Linked DNA regions of Mus musculus: regions 1, 2, 3 and 5 are each linked to region 4. The links are chromatin contacts, called in public HiCAR-type and promoter capture Hi-C maps. All regions are on one chromosome and are shown on one strand. The core of a region is the stretch at or near the end of the contact, and the rest is flanking DNA. Distances in the headings are between cores, read along the strand shown.

Evidence for each region. Promoter capture Hi-C pulls out the DNA fragments that hold promoters and counts their contacts. HiCAR-type assays count read pairs that join an accessible place to other places. Capture Hi-C pulls out chosen DNA fragments and counts their contacts.
Region 1: a contact with region 4 is called in a promoter capture Hi-C map of liver, with 4 times the contacts expected there. The contact joins the promoter of Srd5a3 here to the promoter of Usp46 in region 4. A contact is called at or near these places in 4 of 39 promoter capture datasets (the 3T3-L1 cell line, embryonic stem cells, hippocampal neurons and 1 more) and 1 of 9 other capture datasets (liver).
Region 2: a contact with region 4 is called in a promoter capture Hi-C map of pre-B cells, with 4 times the contacts expected there. The contact joins the promoter of Exoc1 here to the promoter of Usp46 in region 4. A contact is called at or near these places in 2 of 39 promoter capture datasets (the C10 cell line and pre-B cells) and 1 of 115 datasets of contacts at active chromatin or transcription factors (astrocytes).
Region 3: a HiCAR-type map of astrocytes shows a contact between it and region 4, with 4 times the contacts expected there. The contact joins the promoter of Clock here to the promoter of Usp46 in region 4. A contact is called at or near these places in 2 of 39 promoter capture datasets (hippocampal neurons and liver) and 1 of 115 datasets of contacts at active chromatin or transcription factors (astrocytes).
Region 5: a promoter capture Hi-C map of pre-B cells shows a contact between it and region 4, with 3 times the contacts expected there. The contact joins the promoter of Aasdh here to the promoter of Usp46 in region 4. A contact is called at or near these places in 4 of 39 promoter capture datasets (the 3T3-L1 cell line, liver and pre-B cells) and 1 of 9 other capture datasets (liver).

Annotation. Positions count from the first base shown.
Region 1 is chr5:76,138,707-76,141,574 of GRCm38.p6, forward strand. Srd5a3 (steroid 5 alpha-reductase 3) reads left to right here and starts at 1,567. Exons shown (of 6, transcript NM_020611.4): 1 at 1,567-1,842. The coding sequence starts at 1,622.
Region 2 is chr5:76,527,975-76,530,942 of GRCm38.p6, forward strand. It overlaps Exoc1 (exocyst complex component 1), which reads left to right and starts at 1,337. Exons shown (of 19, transcript NM_001289770.1): 1 at 1,337-1,488.
Region 3 is chr5:76,303,405-76,306,491 of GRCm38.p6, forward strand. Clock (circadian locomotor output cycles kaput) reads right to left here and starts at 1,388. Exons shown (of 23, transcript NM_001289826.1): 1 at 1,251-1,388; 2 at 20-98. It overlaps Gm7467 (predicted gene 7467), which reads left to right and starts at 1,472. Exons shown (of 1, transcript NR_152171.1): 1 at 1,472-2,123.
Region 4 is chr5:74,067,038-74,070,064 of GRCm38.p6, forward strand. Usp46 (ubiquitin specific peptidase 46) reads right to left here and starts at 1,374. Exons shown (of 9, transcript NM_177561.3): 1 at 1,213-1,374. The coding sequence starts at 1,248.
Region 5 is chr5:76,904,056-76,906,879 of GRCm38.p6, forward strand. It overlaps Aasdh (aminoadipate-semialdehyde dehydrogenase), which reads right to left and starts at 1,421. Exons shown (of 16, transcript NM_173765.4): 1 at 1,368-1,421; 2 at 154-325.

The DNA.
Region 1 (2,868 bases), core at 317-2,816, 2.1 Mb after region 4:
GGGAGATGGCTCAATTGCTAAGATAAATACTGCTCTTGCTGAGACTCTGTATTAGTAACAATATCTTTTTGTTGTTGCTGTGATACAAAACAATGATCAAGAACAACTTACAGAAGAACGTGTTGGCTCACAGTTCCAGAGGAAGGGCCCGTGTTGTCAGGGGAGGCACGATAGCAGGAGGCTGGAGCAGGAACTCGAATGTCCTGGTTGCTTTTGTTAGTTTTGTCAACTTGACACAGGCCAGAGTTATATAACTGAGGAGAGGAAGCTTAACTATATTATTAATGATTATTGACATGGATGGGCCAGTCACACATACACACACACATACAATCTATAAATAAAAGTATTCTTTTTTTCCCCCACTCTGTAATCTTTTCTTTTTTTTTTTTAAGAGAGAAAATGGGAGTGTACCATAATTTGGCTAAACGCATCAAGGCAGATTTAGGGGTGTAGTCATTTTTCTGTTGAAAGCAAGGCTGTGATAAAGACTTGTATTATAGGGGTACACAATTGGATCCCATTTGCTTCCTCCTTTCTGAGTAGCCTGCATTACTCAAGGACCCGATAGCCTGAAATACCACTAAGCAGCTGTCAACAGGGAACCAGGCCTTCATCTAACACGTGATGGTGTTTTCCACTGATGCCTGAAAGACAGCATCTGAGCCAGATCCGTGGAGGGAGGTTTTTGGAGATTTGCTGTCTCATACCTTGCCTTCCCCCTCACCCCCACTGCCCCATGGACTCGAGCCAATGAGTGCATAAAGGTCTTCCAAATCTTTTCATTCCTAGCCATAAAGGCAGCAGACACAGCTAGTTAAACACTTTGTCCATGGAGCAGATGGGTGAAAAACGTAGGTCCATTGAGGGCATTACTCTGCTTTTCCACTCCAAAATCCAGAGTTTGCCGGAGCAGCTCCAGCCTACAGTTGACAAAGTGTAGAATTCCCTCACCGAGGTCTTTCCAGAGGTCATCCCTGAATTTACAGCGATCCCCATCTGGAGTATGCTAATGAATCTGGTGCTTCTGGTAGACCAGCGTGGTATTAAGATCCTTCGCATCTTGACTCCTGGGGGCCCCCTCTAGGGACCCAGCCAAGAATTCAGCCTGTACTTCAACCAAAATTTCTCTTCACACTTTTTCGCAGCAGTAATCCCGCAGTCAAAGTTTATAGAAACTTACACAGGCTGGTGAGAACCTGACCTCTAGAATAGGATCCCCGAAGCGCCACATGGTGGAAGGAGAGAACCAATTCCCCCCAAGCTGTCTTGGGCTCCCACCCACACCTCTTGGCATAGCTCCACTCCACTTAATAAATAGGTGTAACGTATCTCTACAAGACTTGGACTGTAGCACGTGGTCTCGCATGCTCCTGCAGAACTTCAAGTTGGAGTTGCATCTCGGAATTAGATTAGAGGCAGTACAAGTCTAAAGCGCAGCCTGCTCAAACCAGGTGAGCAGGAGCACAACCCAGCTCCTGAGCGCCTAGCCAGGGGCGGGGCCGCGCGTCCCGCCCAGGAGCCGCGTCACCGCCAAGCGCGCCGCCGAGGCGGGAGGGAGGGAGGGGGTGAGAGAAGGAGGGCGGCGCGGCGGCGCGCATCTGTAGCCGGCTCCCGGGCTATGGCTGGGTGGGCCGGGTTTGAGCTCTCGGCCCTGAACCCCCTGCGGACGCTGTGGCTGGCGCTGGCCGCCGCCTTCCTGTTCGCGCTGCTGCTGCAGCTGGCGCCCGCCAGGCTGCTGCCGAGCTGCGCGCTCTTCCAGGACCTGCTCCGCTACGGGAAGACCAAGCAGTCCGGCTCGCGGCGCCCCGCCGTCTGCAGGGCCTTCGATGTCCCCAAGAGGTAACGTCGGTGGCGGGGCGCGCCCGGCAGGGGGCAACAGAGGCGGCGCAGGCACGTGAGCCAGGGGCTGTCCCCGAGCCGTCCCCGGAAATGACAGAGCATCTCAAGTTGGCCCGGCCCCCAGGGAGCCGCCCTGACTTCTTTACCCCCAGTTTTCCGCTTCCCCTCCCCAGAACTTGAGGTCGTGGAAATTCATGGACTTGGAGGCAAGTTCTTCCTCGATTTCCGCAGTTCTCAGCCCGATCTGTCACAGTCAAGAAAGAAGTCCAGAGTGTGCTCCCCTGGGGCTGTGCAGACATCACTAACCTGCATCTCCACAGGTGCTCTGGCAAACTAGCCCAGTATGCCCTGCCCCAACCCATCCCGGAAGGCTCAGTAACCAAGTTGTGAAATACTAAAATCTTCCGGGGTACATATGGACTCCGCTGAGAATATGTGAGACCCGCCACATGGCTTTCCTTTCCTTTTCTTTCTTTCTTTCTTTTTTTTTTTTTTTTAACTCCACGATGAATTCAGTATGTAGATGGAGAAGTCATCTTAACACAGTATTCTAGATAATAAAGCTGTGTCATTTTTTTTTATGAAATTCATCACGCATTTGCATTTAGAATTGAATTGGAAGGAATGTGATGGGTTCTGACGGATTCATCTAGATTGCTTTAGAAATCTGTAGCCGTTGCCCACCTCTGCAGATGGCGGTGGGGCTATCAACTGGCCCCAGCTATGTCCTGACTGTTGGAGGGGGTCTTTCAGGGGGTTAGTGTGAGAGCAGAGTACCATGTCATTGTGAAGAATGAATGGTAAAGAGATTAAGACCCGGAAGAACTCTTCCTTAGAGGCCCAATTTTAAGACCATCCTACCGTCCTCTTATCCTCGGGTTTGATTGGCCTATATCCCTTATGCTATATAGCAATTTATTTTCTGACTTTTGAGAGAGGTTCTAGTGTCCCCAGAGTTCAAAGCACACTTAAAAATCACTTATACTCAGTCTCTCTGGATGGGACTCCTCAGCTGCTACACTCAAG
Region 2 (2,968 bases), core at 87-2,586, 2.5 Mb after region 4:
TGGTGCACACCTTTAATCCCAGCACTTGGGAGGAAGAGGCAGGTGGATTTCTGAGTTCGAGGCCAGCTTGGTCTACAAAGTGAGCTCCAGGACAGCCAGGGCTACACAGAGAAACCCTGTCTCGAAAAACAAAACAACAACAACAACAAAAAATTCATCCTATGTGCCTAGTCCTGCAGTGACTTGATGTCACAGGGTGGGTTGGTATCCAAGAAGGTCTCCACCCCACCCCTTCTCAGAAGAGAAGGGAAGCAGAGAATGAGGGAGAGGCTGGGAAGGAGGGTGAGAATTGGAAGGAGGGGTAGGCTAAGATCCACATGCAAAGTAAATAAATAAATGGAAAAAAAACAGCAAAGAAAAAAAGAAGAAAGAAAACCATCCTGGTAGAGTATGTTATCCTAACTTCGCAATCACCTTTTCTAGTCCTACCTCATTGCGAACTCCTTCAGTATAAAAAAATTGAATGGCTTTTTTTAATTTTTATTTTTTAACCTGGAAATCAAAATTTGCAGCACTCAATCCCTGCCAGGGATGCGGCCTAAATGAATCACTTGTCTTATAGCTCGAACTCTCGGCATCATTTATGTTTCTCACACTGAAACAAGCAAGCATCACCTTTAAAACAAAGATTCTATTTCAGTATCTGATGTGAGGTGGCATGGGTGAAGTTTCTAAAAAAACACCCAAGAAGAAGGTCTGTGCAGTCAGGGTAGAGTATGAAGTGGGTAAATGACCAAAGCTGTTTATGGGAATTAAGTGTCCAGAACTTAAGGGTACTAGTGACATCTATCCCAGAGAATCTGACTTAACTCACTAAAGTTCTTCCAAGAATCTAGTTAGCAGGGTTTTACATATGCACAGGAGAGAACATTTAATGCGCTCTCAAATGAGTTGCTACAAATATTAGAATGGGTACGTCTACAAAAAGGAAACATCACCATTATCAACTCCTCAAATCAGCCTATGCTAACAGTTCTCAACATTCCTAATGCTGCAACCTTTTAATACCTTTCCTCATGTTGCAGTGGGTCCCAACTATTAAATTATTTAATTTCTACTTTAAAACTGTAATTTTGCTACTGTTATCAATTGTAATGCAAATATCTGATATATTGGATATCTGCTATATGACCACTATGAAGGAAGGGGTCGTTTGACCCGCAGGTTGAGAATCACTGGCCTATGTGCTTGCAAGCCCCGCCCCTGTCTTTTCCACGCCCACAGTCCGCCTCTGCCCCATCCATCAAAGCGCTGTTCCGCCTCCTCCAAGTCCATTGGCCAATCTGTTTTTCCTCTACTGTCTCCATTTCCGGCTCCACAGGGTCAACTTCCGGTGCAGAGAGACACGTGACCGGATACGGGAAGTGGCGGGTTCTGGCCGCTGCTTTTCCCTGTTCAATGAAAAGTGCTTCAAAGCTGCTATTGCTGCCGGCGCCCTTCCTGAGTCCGTCTTGGAGCACCAACCTCGGCCGGCCGGCTGGCCTCGCGGTAAGCTTCCGGCCGGGGACCTGCGGTCTTGGAGGTGGTAGCCTAAGTGGAGGCAGTGTTGCATCCGCGCCGGGTCGGCCACTCCCCAGTGACCCGGCCCACCCACCCTGCTCCACTTCGGGGCTGCAGAACCCGGGCTGCGTCCTTCCTTAGCCGGTGCTGTCCGGGGCTCTGGGAAAAGGCGGAGCCGGGAGGCAGCCAAGTCTCTGTCCACAGTTCCGCCCATCCGGGACAGATTTCATTTTTGTCCTACTAGCGTGGCCTGGAAGAGAAAGACGTGACCTGGGCTTCTGCTGGTCCGAATCAATATAACATGTCCTTATAAATCTTCTAAGTGCATTGCCCAGCCTCTGAACAGTTTTTTTTTCTGGATGACATGTCTCCGAGTTGAGATGTCACTGCAGTACATGGGCCCAACCCACTAAGGCACTAGCATGGACACACAGTGTAACGATGGCCCTATTAAGCTGAAGGAAGTATGTATGTACACAATGAACCGAGGTTAGCTGCCTCTGTAACGGGCAGCCTTGAGGTTTTAGAAGGCGAAGATCTAAAGAGAACCCAGAATATGGGCGTGGTTTTTAGACCTGGGAAATAGTTGTGAAGGCCACTATTAATAATACTGGCATAATGTAAAGTTCAGTATAAACACTGGAGAATTCATCTCTAGATCCAAAGAAGACTGACTATCACAATGCTACGTCAACCCGTTCATGTCTTAAAGATTCTCCATTATACCCCAGAGTGCTGCCTGGCACTTAGTGAATAGCAATATTTATATTAGCAATATAATATAGCAATATAGTAGCAATGCTTATGTCTAATTCCTTCATGAGTTATGACCAGCCCTCTGCTGTTTTTACCGTTTACCATGTACTATGGTGAATATTGGCCATTGCTAATGGTTCTTTTGGCCAGCTTTTACTATTGCAATCAAGCAGGTTACGCCAAGAGCTTGTTAGTGAGTACCCAACACACAAACCTGTGATAGAGCACCCCTCCTCCTCCTACTACTCAAGAGATGGCTGTGGAGATCTAGGAGATGACACTCATGTCCCCATTAGATAGCAAGCATTTGCCTCGTAAATACAGTAAGGGCTCTATACATTTACATGAAAAGAGCCGTGTGGATTGAGACTTTCATTGAGTCAACTAAATACAAATGGAGAAATGTAGGTTTGAATAAGGAAAAGATAGTGGTATGCCCTGCATGGGAAAGTGCTTAAGCAAAGAAAGAACAGAGTGTTCTGAGTGCAAGGCATGTCTTGAGAAAGCTGGGTTGCTGTTGACCAGGTGTGTGGTAGAATGAGAACTGCTTTAAAGTTATTTACTAGTTTTTCAGGGAACTTGTAGAAGCCTAAAGAAAAAAGAAAGAGATAACGGGTGCTATTACTTAAAGGCAGTAAGTCTTGGTGGCTGTGTTGGCAGCAAGTTGTGGGGGAGAGGGATAGGATATGTAGATGAAGAAGTTACAGGATAT
Region 3 (3,087 bases), core at 138-2,637, 2.2 Mb after region 4:
TGCAATCAAGGGAAATTACCTTGCTGGTGATTTTGGGAATCGTTGCCCTAGTCCAATCAACAACGCCTGTAAAAGTTTCTTCTTGTGCTTTTCTTTCACTGCAATAGAAAACACCAGAGTCTGTTGTTTTTAAAGCATCTAGAAAGGCTTCATGCAGTGTGTGGTTCGGCATTGCAATATCAAAACACCACGGCCTGATCTGTCATCTGTCAGGTCAGAGGCCAAAGCTCTTCCTTCATCTTTCAGGATTCTGCTGACTACCTCGGACTTCCACAGCGGCAGAAAACACCCCACAAAGATACAAACTTCGTGGCGCTACTCCCGGTACCGGGACAGCCAGGACCACATCCAGGACGGCCAGCCCCACAGGCAGAGCGCGGCCCGGCGCGGCGCACGCGACTCGAGTCGGACACCCGGGGCCCAGAGCAGCCCGCGGCCCGAGCCCCGGAACCAGGACCATTAACGGAACCAGCCCTGGGCGGCGGCGGCCGCCGCTCGGACTGCGGATCCCGGCGCGCGCCGGCCGCCGCGAGGGCGGGGGCTCCGCGGAGGAGCTGGCCGCCCCAGCGCCCCATTGGGCGCCGCTCCAAACGTGCCCGAGTGGTGACAGGAATAAAGTGGGTCACAAGGCCTAGCGGGTCCCGGGCGCGAGCGCTCTCGGCGGCCGACTCGGCCTGCCCCGCGCTAACCCCGCGCCCAGTCTCAAGCGCGACGCGGCCCCGGAACCCCCGGGGCCCGCGGGACCCACCGCGCCCCCCTGCCCTGCAGGTAACCCCCAGCGGCCCCGGGACACTTGGCGCAGGCCCGGCTGAGCGCGACTCTCCAGAGCTCCGCGCTCTCCGCGTCCCCGGACCCCGGCCGCAGCTCCTGCCTCCCGGCCTGGCCCGCACCCCCTTGGCGCCCCGCGCCCTGTTCCCTGCCCCGGTCCCACACACTGCCCCCCGCGCCCTCCCGCGTCCTCACCGTGCCTGAGGCTCCGGCTTCCTCCCTCCCCCGCCCGGGACTCTGCCCGCGGCGGCTCGCGACAGCCGAGCGGCGACAGCCGGGACACGCCACGGCTCCGGGAGCCGGCAGCACCAGGGGCGGCGAGTGCGCGCCCCCGACCCACCCCTCAAAATTCACCGCTACCGCCGCGCTCCTCCCCCTCCCGGCCTTCCCCTCCTCCACGGAACCCGGGAGCACGCATGCGCCACCCAGGCCAGCCGCCCGCCGCGCGCCGGGCCGAGGCCCACCCGGTGGGGCGCACTCACCGGGAGCGCGTGCGCGGCGGCGGCCAGATTTCCTTCGCGCTCTCGCCGTCCGGGGTTTCCTCTCTCCAGCCGGTAGCCGCCAGCCGAGTCCGTGATTGCGCTGCCTCCCGGCGCATGCGTCGTGGGCGCGGGGCTCCGCGGCCGGCCAGGCTCTGCACTCGCCCCTCCCCTCGCGGCCGCCTTCCCTCAGCGCGCCGGGCGCGCATGCGACTTTCCCCGTTAGGCAGCCCCGAAGCCGCGCCTGGGGATCCCGGGCACCCGAGGAAATCCCACTCTTGCAGGCCGGCGTGAGCTCGTTCCACGGCCGCCGAGGGAAGCCGGGATGCCCCGAGGCCCCCTTCCCTTCGCAGGCCGGGAGGCGGGGCCTAGCGGAGGGTGCGGCCGCCCGCAGCGCCCTGGGCGGCTCGCGGTTCCCCGGGATGCGGCGCTCCCAACCAGTGGGAGCCGCCGCCTGGAATGGTGCCTCTGTCCCCGGGAAAGCAGAGAGCTTGGCCTACGCCAAGTTAGACTTCTCCAGCCCAGTGCTCGGTTTCCTCTCCTGGAGGTTCGTGGGATGCCTGGGACTCGGTTTCCCGGCTCCTAGAGACACGCTAGGCTGGCTGCTCCCCGAGATGGACCTGGACGACCCAAGTGACCTCGGCTGTAGCCAGGGAAGCAAAAGGTCGGGATGTGTTTGCTCCTTTTATGAAAAGGCAGGAGGCACTGCAAAAGATGAGCATGGCGCTACGGATGAACCAGGACCCTAGTTTACACTGGTTTCTTAGCTACTGCACCCGAATTACTGGGAAAGAAGCTAATTCATAGCAATTTCTTTTAAAAATCAACTCGTACAGCAAACAGAAGGCAATAAATAAACCTATACTCTTTAGCTCCAAAAATCCTGTCTACAAGGTAATGTTTGTCTCAATAAGAATTAAGTTCTTGGTGTATATTCAGGAAAGAAAAAAAAAAAAAACCAACTTCAAAACTAGGAATTAGCTGCGATCCCCCCCCCCCCCCCCCAGCAATGTGAACTAGGAGGAGAATCCTCAAATTCCTGGCTACGTAGCCAGAACCCTGCCAGGAGAATCTTTCCTTGGCAGTCTTTGTACCGTTTCGCCATCGAAAGGCACAGTTTCTGCTGTCCTAATCCATCTGCTGCTCGCTTAGGTTCACGTCCTTTGAACCCACCCATTCTCCACTCTGTCCTTGTGGTCCAGGCAGGACACTGTGGAGGAGGAAACCTTGGGTTCTCTGTCTCAGGCTGGCAATTACTGCCAAGAAGATTGTTTCCCAGTGAACCTGATACTGAAAGAAAATAATCTTTTCTTGTGTGACTAATGAAAGAGCAGGCACCACGAAGGGAAAAACCAGAAAACAGATTAAAACATGGTGATATAGCCTAGATGCATGAGCGCTGAAATCGATGTGGGCTAGATTCCTTTGGAAAGTTCAGTTAAAGTAATCAATAAACTCGTGAATGTGTTTGTTTTATTGCTTAAAACCAATAAGAGCTTTTCTGCCATCTACAAGTTAGTGTCTTGATCACTGGTAGTAAAAAAGGGGCAGGAGGTAAGGGTACTGAGGCTGGTAAATAGGTTGCAGCCAAATGAATTTGAATGCTTTCCCTGGGTCAAATGTTTTGGCTTTATTCATTCTCTTTTTCTATTATAGTTCCTCTAGTGTGTGTATACACACTATATACATATATAATATATATACATATATATATATATATATATATCAAAATGACCTTTGCCCCCTTTAATGGTTTCATTGTCCTCTTAGTCACCTGTGACTCCTCCCTCGCTCACATTCTCTGTTTAATTATTTACCAAGACCTGTTGATAATCCCTTG
Region 4 (3,027 bases), core at 124-2,623:
CAGAATGTGGGACAGAAGATTTAAAGAGCTGTGTGATGGGGGAAGGGCAGCCAGATCACCTTACCTGAGGCCTACTTAATCAGGCCTCCTCAGATTTCCTTTAGATGCTAGCATTACTGTCTAACTTGGTGGCGGAGGGGGGTGGGGGCGGGGATGGATTCCCCAAAATGGAAAAACAAAACAAAACAAAAAAAAAAAAAAAAACAGTGTTCCAGTTTGAAGGGGGTCTAAGGGGGTGAGGATACAGAAAGTACAGGCAGAACACACACCCTCCTCAACTCCCACACCCCAGTGCCTTACCCCTGACCTCCCTATGGCTCCCACAAGTGGGGGTGCTAGCTGAGTACACTCAGTGGCCCCAAGGGCTAGAAACTGGTCCCGAGGAAACTAAACAGAACTGGAAAGTAATGGGGGAAATCTAAATTAAAGTGACTGCTGGGTAACACCCCCCCCCAGACCCCCACCCTATCAGACAGACCAGGCAGTGTCCAAGCTAAAAGGAGAGGAGGCGGGGCAGGACAACCCCTGCAGACTTCCTCACACCTACAGCCACTCACTCCCAGGGCCTGCAAACGTTCCTGTCTCCTTATAATCTCCTGCATGCAGGTGGGGAAACTGAGGCCTCCAGAACAAATTGCCATGCTTTTCCGATACCAGGTTTTAGTTCACCTCTCTAACCAGATTCTTCACTTGGAATTTTTATTTTTTATTTATTTTTTATTTTTTGGTCACAGCTTTCATGTCTATCCAATTTCTCCTGGTAAGAGCACTGCTGTTGCAAAGTGAATCTTAAATACAATCAAGGCTGAACTCCAGAAGGAGCAGAGGACAGTCGGCGAGTCCAGTAAGGGTTTATTTACTGCACCAGAAGGATTTGCTTCCTTCCACTCCGGGCTCGTACCCTCATGGTCCTCCCTCGGGACTTCGCTGTGCAGCCACCTCGCACCCTCCACCTCCACCCCCACCCACCACCCGCACCGCAACTCGAGGGCGGGGGCATGGGGCCGCCCTGGGGATCCCTGGGATCCGCTCGGGGTCCCCGGCTGGGACAGAGGTGGGGGGGACTGCGGTCAGCCGGCCCAGCCTCGGGACCGGGAACTTCTGGCCGCACGGCCCCCACGACCGCGGCGCGCGTGCAGCTCCAGCCCGGGGTTCCCTTTCTTTGCCTGGCTCGCTGCGGGCGCGACCCCCGGAGGCTCGGCGGCCACTCACCATATTACAGATGGAGGCGATGTTTCGGACAGTCATTAGTCTAAAGGTTGCAGCGATCGCGCACCGCCATCTTTACCAGGGGAAAACGGGACTGTCCATGGTGGCGCGCAGCGAGGCCGGGTGGCGGCGAGGCGGCCTGGGGCCGGCTTGCAGTGGGGTTGGGCGAGCGAGGCCGGGCGGCGGCGAGGGCGGGGCGGCGGCGCGGGGCGGGGAGTGGCGGAGCGACGCAGCCCGGGCCGCGGCCGGCGGGAGGAGGAGCCCGGAGCCGGGAGGCGCGGAACCGAGGCCACTGCTATGCTCCCGCTGCCAGCCAGGACCCGCTCGGCTGACCCCACTGGAAGCCGTTCTTGCTCCTCTGCCCTAGGGTCCCGCTCGGTGCCAGCTGCACCGTAAGGCCAGCCCCGAGCAAACCCAGCACCGCGGCCTTTCCGCCGGACCCAGGACCGTACCGGGCACTGGGCTGGGGACCTACACCGCGGGGACACGGGCGTGCTCGCTTCCCGGTTTCCCTCTGCCCGTTTCTGCTGGTGTCCAGCAAGCCTTGGGCGTTAGGGATTAGCTAGTGGAGGATATGAATAAGGGTCTAAGGGTGAGTGTAGTCAACTTTAAAGTTTCTCTCCAGGGTTCTAGCCAGATGGCATCCGCCGGAACCCGAAAAGTAAAATGAGACCAGGACATGGGCGTGGCCAGAAAGCCCTAGCCAGCAGCAACCCAGCTGCCTAGGGAAAGGTTCCCAGAAAGGAAAGAATTCCGGGTCTAAGCAGGCACACTCGGGAGATTTGTGACATTAGCAGGTACAGAGGAAATGGCCAGGTTCTGGGCGGTACTAGAGGCTGTCCAGGAAATACCAAAACAAAACTTTCCTATCTCCCATCCTCGGAGCTCCTGATCTCAGTTTTGTTTGAGCTTTTACACCTTCCTGCGGAGGCCCAGACTGCAGGCTCAGGGTGCACACTGTACACACCACTTGAGGGATATGTTCGTGAGAACTGAAAGAGTTCATTTCAAACATGGGGAATAATTGTGCAGACAAGTTTGCAGTCCCAAGCTTTCCACAGGGAAGTTGTGCATGTGAAACGTGATAAATTCCCAAACCAATGTATTTTGTGGAGAATTAAATTAGGAGAGAAATTAATATAATTGAAGACAGCTCTGTCTAGCCAAGAGTAACATACTGGGGGCTGGGGGGCTAGGGTTATACACATAACATGAGAGCCATCCATCCATTGGTAATTCTTCTAGGATCTGGGGTGGAAATAGAAGACAAAACCACTGACTGAAGGGTGAGGGTGGGGGACGGGTCACATGGATACTGTATTTTTCAGTGTGTAGAAGGATTAATATTCCTGCTCACAATGACTCATTCTACCTGAATTTTACTTTCATTCTTTTTTACTGCTGTCAGTTACGACTCTTCCAGCTTCTACATGATTAGTTAATAGACATGGTTAGCTCCATAAGGCTTACAGAGCAGGTATCCAACCCAGCTCTGTGTTTCTCAAATAAATAGTACAGATAAAGGCATGCTAAACTTAGGAGGGGCACCATTTGAGGAGGGGGCAGGGGAGGGGGACCATCGATAAAACACCCTAACTATGACTGGCCAGAACACAGTAAGGTCCTGAAAAGCTTAAAGACTGAGAAATGTCACAAGCTGAAGGCCTCAGCTTTGTGCGTGGTTAGTCTAAAGCTTTCATGCTTTCTAATGATAAGCTTTGCGATTTTTTCCAATATGAATGCACTGAGTGCAAGGCCTACAGGGGTTAAAACACAATTGAGAGCTGGGGAGATGGCTCAGTCTATAAAGTGCTTACT
Region 5 (2,824 bases), core at 171-2,670, 2.8 Mb after region 4:
AAAAAAAAAGGCTATTGCAGTAGAGTATCTCCTGCTATTTTTGCCTACAGAAGACCACAGAATACCCAAATAAATTTTGTTAAGCGCCCAATTTTCCACATTAATGTATTATACATATTTTTACAAAAATCTAGTTTGAACCTGGGGATGTACCTCAGGAGTTAAACCGTCCTTGTTCTTTCAGAAGACACAGATTCCATACCAGCACCCAACTGGGGAGCTCAATACAGTCCATAGTTCCAGTTCTGGCTGATCCCACAGCCTTTGAAGACACCAGGCACGAACATGGTGCACTTACATACATGCAGGTAAAACACTGCTATACCTAAAATTAAAAAAAAAAAAAAAAGTCTGTTTAAAAGCTGCCTTTTCTCTAAAAAGCAAGCACGTGTAACTGCTATTTTCTCACAAGAAAATATAATCTACTAACATAATTCACAGCAGTAGAATAACAAGACTATAACTTAGGTTTTTTTTGTTTGTTTTGTTTTTTCGAGACAGGGTTTCTCTGTAGCCCTTGCTGTCCTGGAACTCACTTTGTAGATCAGGCTGGCCTCGAACTCAGAAATCTGCTTGCCTCTGCCTCCTGAGTGCTGGGATCAAAGGCGTGCGCCAACACGCCCGGCTATAACTTAGTTCTTAAAATGTCATTTTTATAACTAGCTACAAAACTCACCACACAAAATCTATAATTAAGGAGTTTTTCTACTTTGAATTTAAAAGCTCCCAGTGGCAAAATTCAGTCTTGTCCAGATATTCATGTCAGCCATTGAATTTTATGTCTCTGTCCCTGTCTTTGTCCCCCTCCCCTCCCTTCAGACTGACTTGGGCCATCGAGATGGGTCAGTGGAGAAACTAACTTGCCATCACACCAGAAAACCTAAGTGTGATCACGGGACTCACATAATGGAAGGAGAGAACCCACTTCCGAAAGGTCCTTTTTGTTTCTTCACCATGCTGCACGCGCACACACGCACAATTTTAAATTAAAAAAAAAAAAAAGAAAAGGAAAGAAAAACAAGTGAGCCATGAAAAGGGATGACCTAGCAAGCAAATTTCGTGTTATAGCCTTAAGATTAGCAGCTCGGTAATGTACAACTGTAAATAAAGCCATTTAATCACCAACAGATCCTGATCTTAAGGGTTCTCCCTATACTGGGCATTATATATATAGGTAAATTATCCGTCTGCATCTTATACTTCTCACGCAGCCACCTTAATTACAATCACAAAAGCCTCTCGTTGGCTCTCGGAACCACGCTAAGAGGTGGCGCAGCAGGTGACCGAGGTGACCCACACAGCCGCTCCAAGCTGGGGTCCGGCAGCTCACAAAGTCTCCCCGGGTCGCCCGCGCTCTCCCGCCCCACCTTCTCACGACAGCGCGTGGCGTGCACTTCCTAGCCCAGCCGCAGACGCTCAGCAGCCGTAAAACGGACCTCTGCGTCATCTTCGGGCGCCCGTGACGTCACTCCAGCGTCGGGGGGCGGGCTCTCGCCTACGGGGCTCCGCCCAGACGTGGCGCACAGGTCTCCGCCGCGTTTGGCCCAACGGGTTTGGTCCGTGCGGATTCAGCCCTGCCGCTGAAGGTGACGCTTCAGGCAACATGCCTGTGCGTCTGCGTGAATTTGAGTGTTCCGTGTGCCTGCAGGGGCCGATGATTCCCTGGAGCATAGTCCCAGGTGGTTGTGAGCCACCACATGGGTGCTGGAGACCTAGAAGGGACCTCTGGATGGCCAGTGAGCTTCCTTGACAGCAGAGCCATATCTCCGAGACCCGGAGTCTCCTCGTTCCTTAAAGTGCGGGTAGAAATATCCCAAAGGCTGAAGTGAAGTAATCACCGCCTAATTGGCGAGTAAATTTGGCTTATCCCCTCCACACCTTCTGGGAACATACTCAAGATTGGTTGCGACCGTCATGGCAGCGGTGAAGTATGCCAGGGAAGCCCCCTGTCAGAATGAAACTCCTAACTGGCGTTTGCAGCTATTTACAACACTTCCCTATGAGGAAACCCAGGCCTGTCTGAGGTCAACAGCAGTCCCTAAAGCCACTGTATGCCTGGATGTGTGTTTTTCCGATGGCACAATTATTACAATAAATGGGAAGGGTCACCACTGTGGTGAGTTACTGTGCCCTCGCAGAGAGGAAAGATGGGATTTTTGTCTTGGTTCCTGTTGGGGGGAGAGGTGGAAGTGGCTAAGCACTATCTACATACAGTGCCTTAAAAAACAAAGGAGTGTGTCCTTATCTGCTGGAAAACAGAAGCTTGTAAGGGTCCATGAAGAATGACACCCTGGACTCAAATAGTATGTAAACACAAAGTGTGTTTTATTCTGTAGCTCAGCATGGTGGGGTCGTCCCCATTACAAAGACACAGAGTAAAAGCAAATGAGCTCGCAGGCTCCATTGAAAGCACATTGGAATTCCAGGGTAGGAGAGCTTTATCTTACTTATCTCTAGGCATTGTTACTGGGAAGTCTAGAAATCTTTGTAGAGGAAGTCTGGAAACTGTTGCTGACCCATTGTCCTTACCTCAGGCTAGGTGGCCAGGCAGTCTCAGATATCAGGGCAGTTCTGACTAACTGCCTGAAGCCTTTTTTTTTCTTCTTCTTCTAGTAACTGATTTGCCTGACCTTAGGCCTAGTCTCCTAAACTGCTAATTTGAAGCCTGTCATGGAATCAGATCTGCCTTCTCATCTGTCCCTCCAAACAGTGCAGGAAATACCTGTTTGAAAACCACATTTTCCTGTGTACTATGGGCCTCGCCAAACACCTTTTTAAGTGTTGTATTTGTTCTCTTAGCTTTCTATTGCTGTGATAAAACATG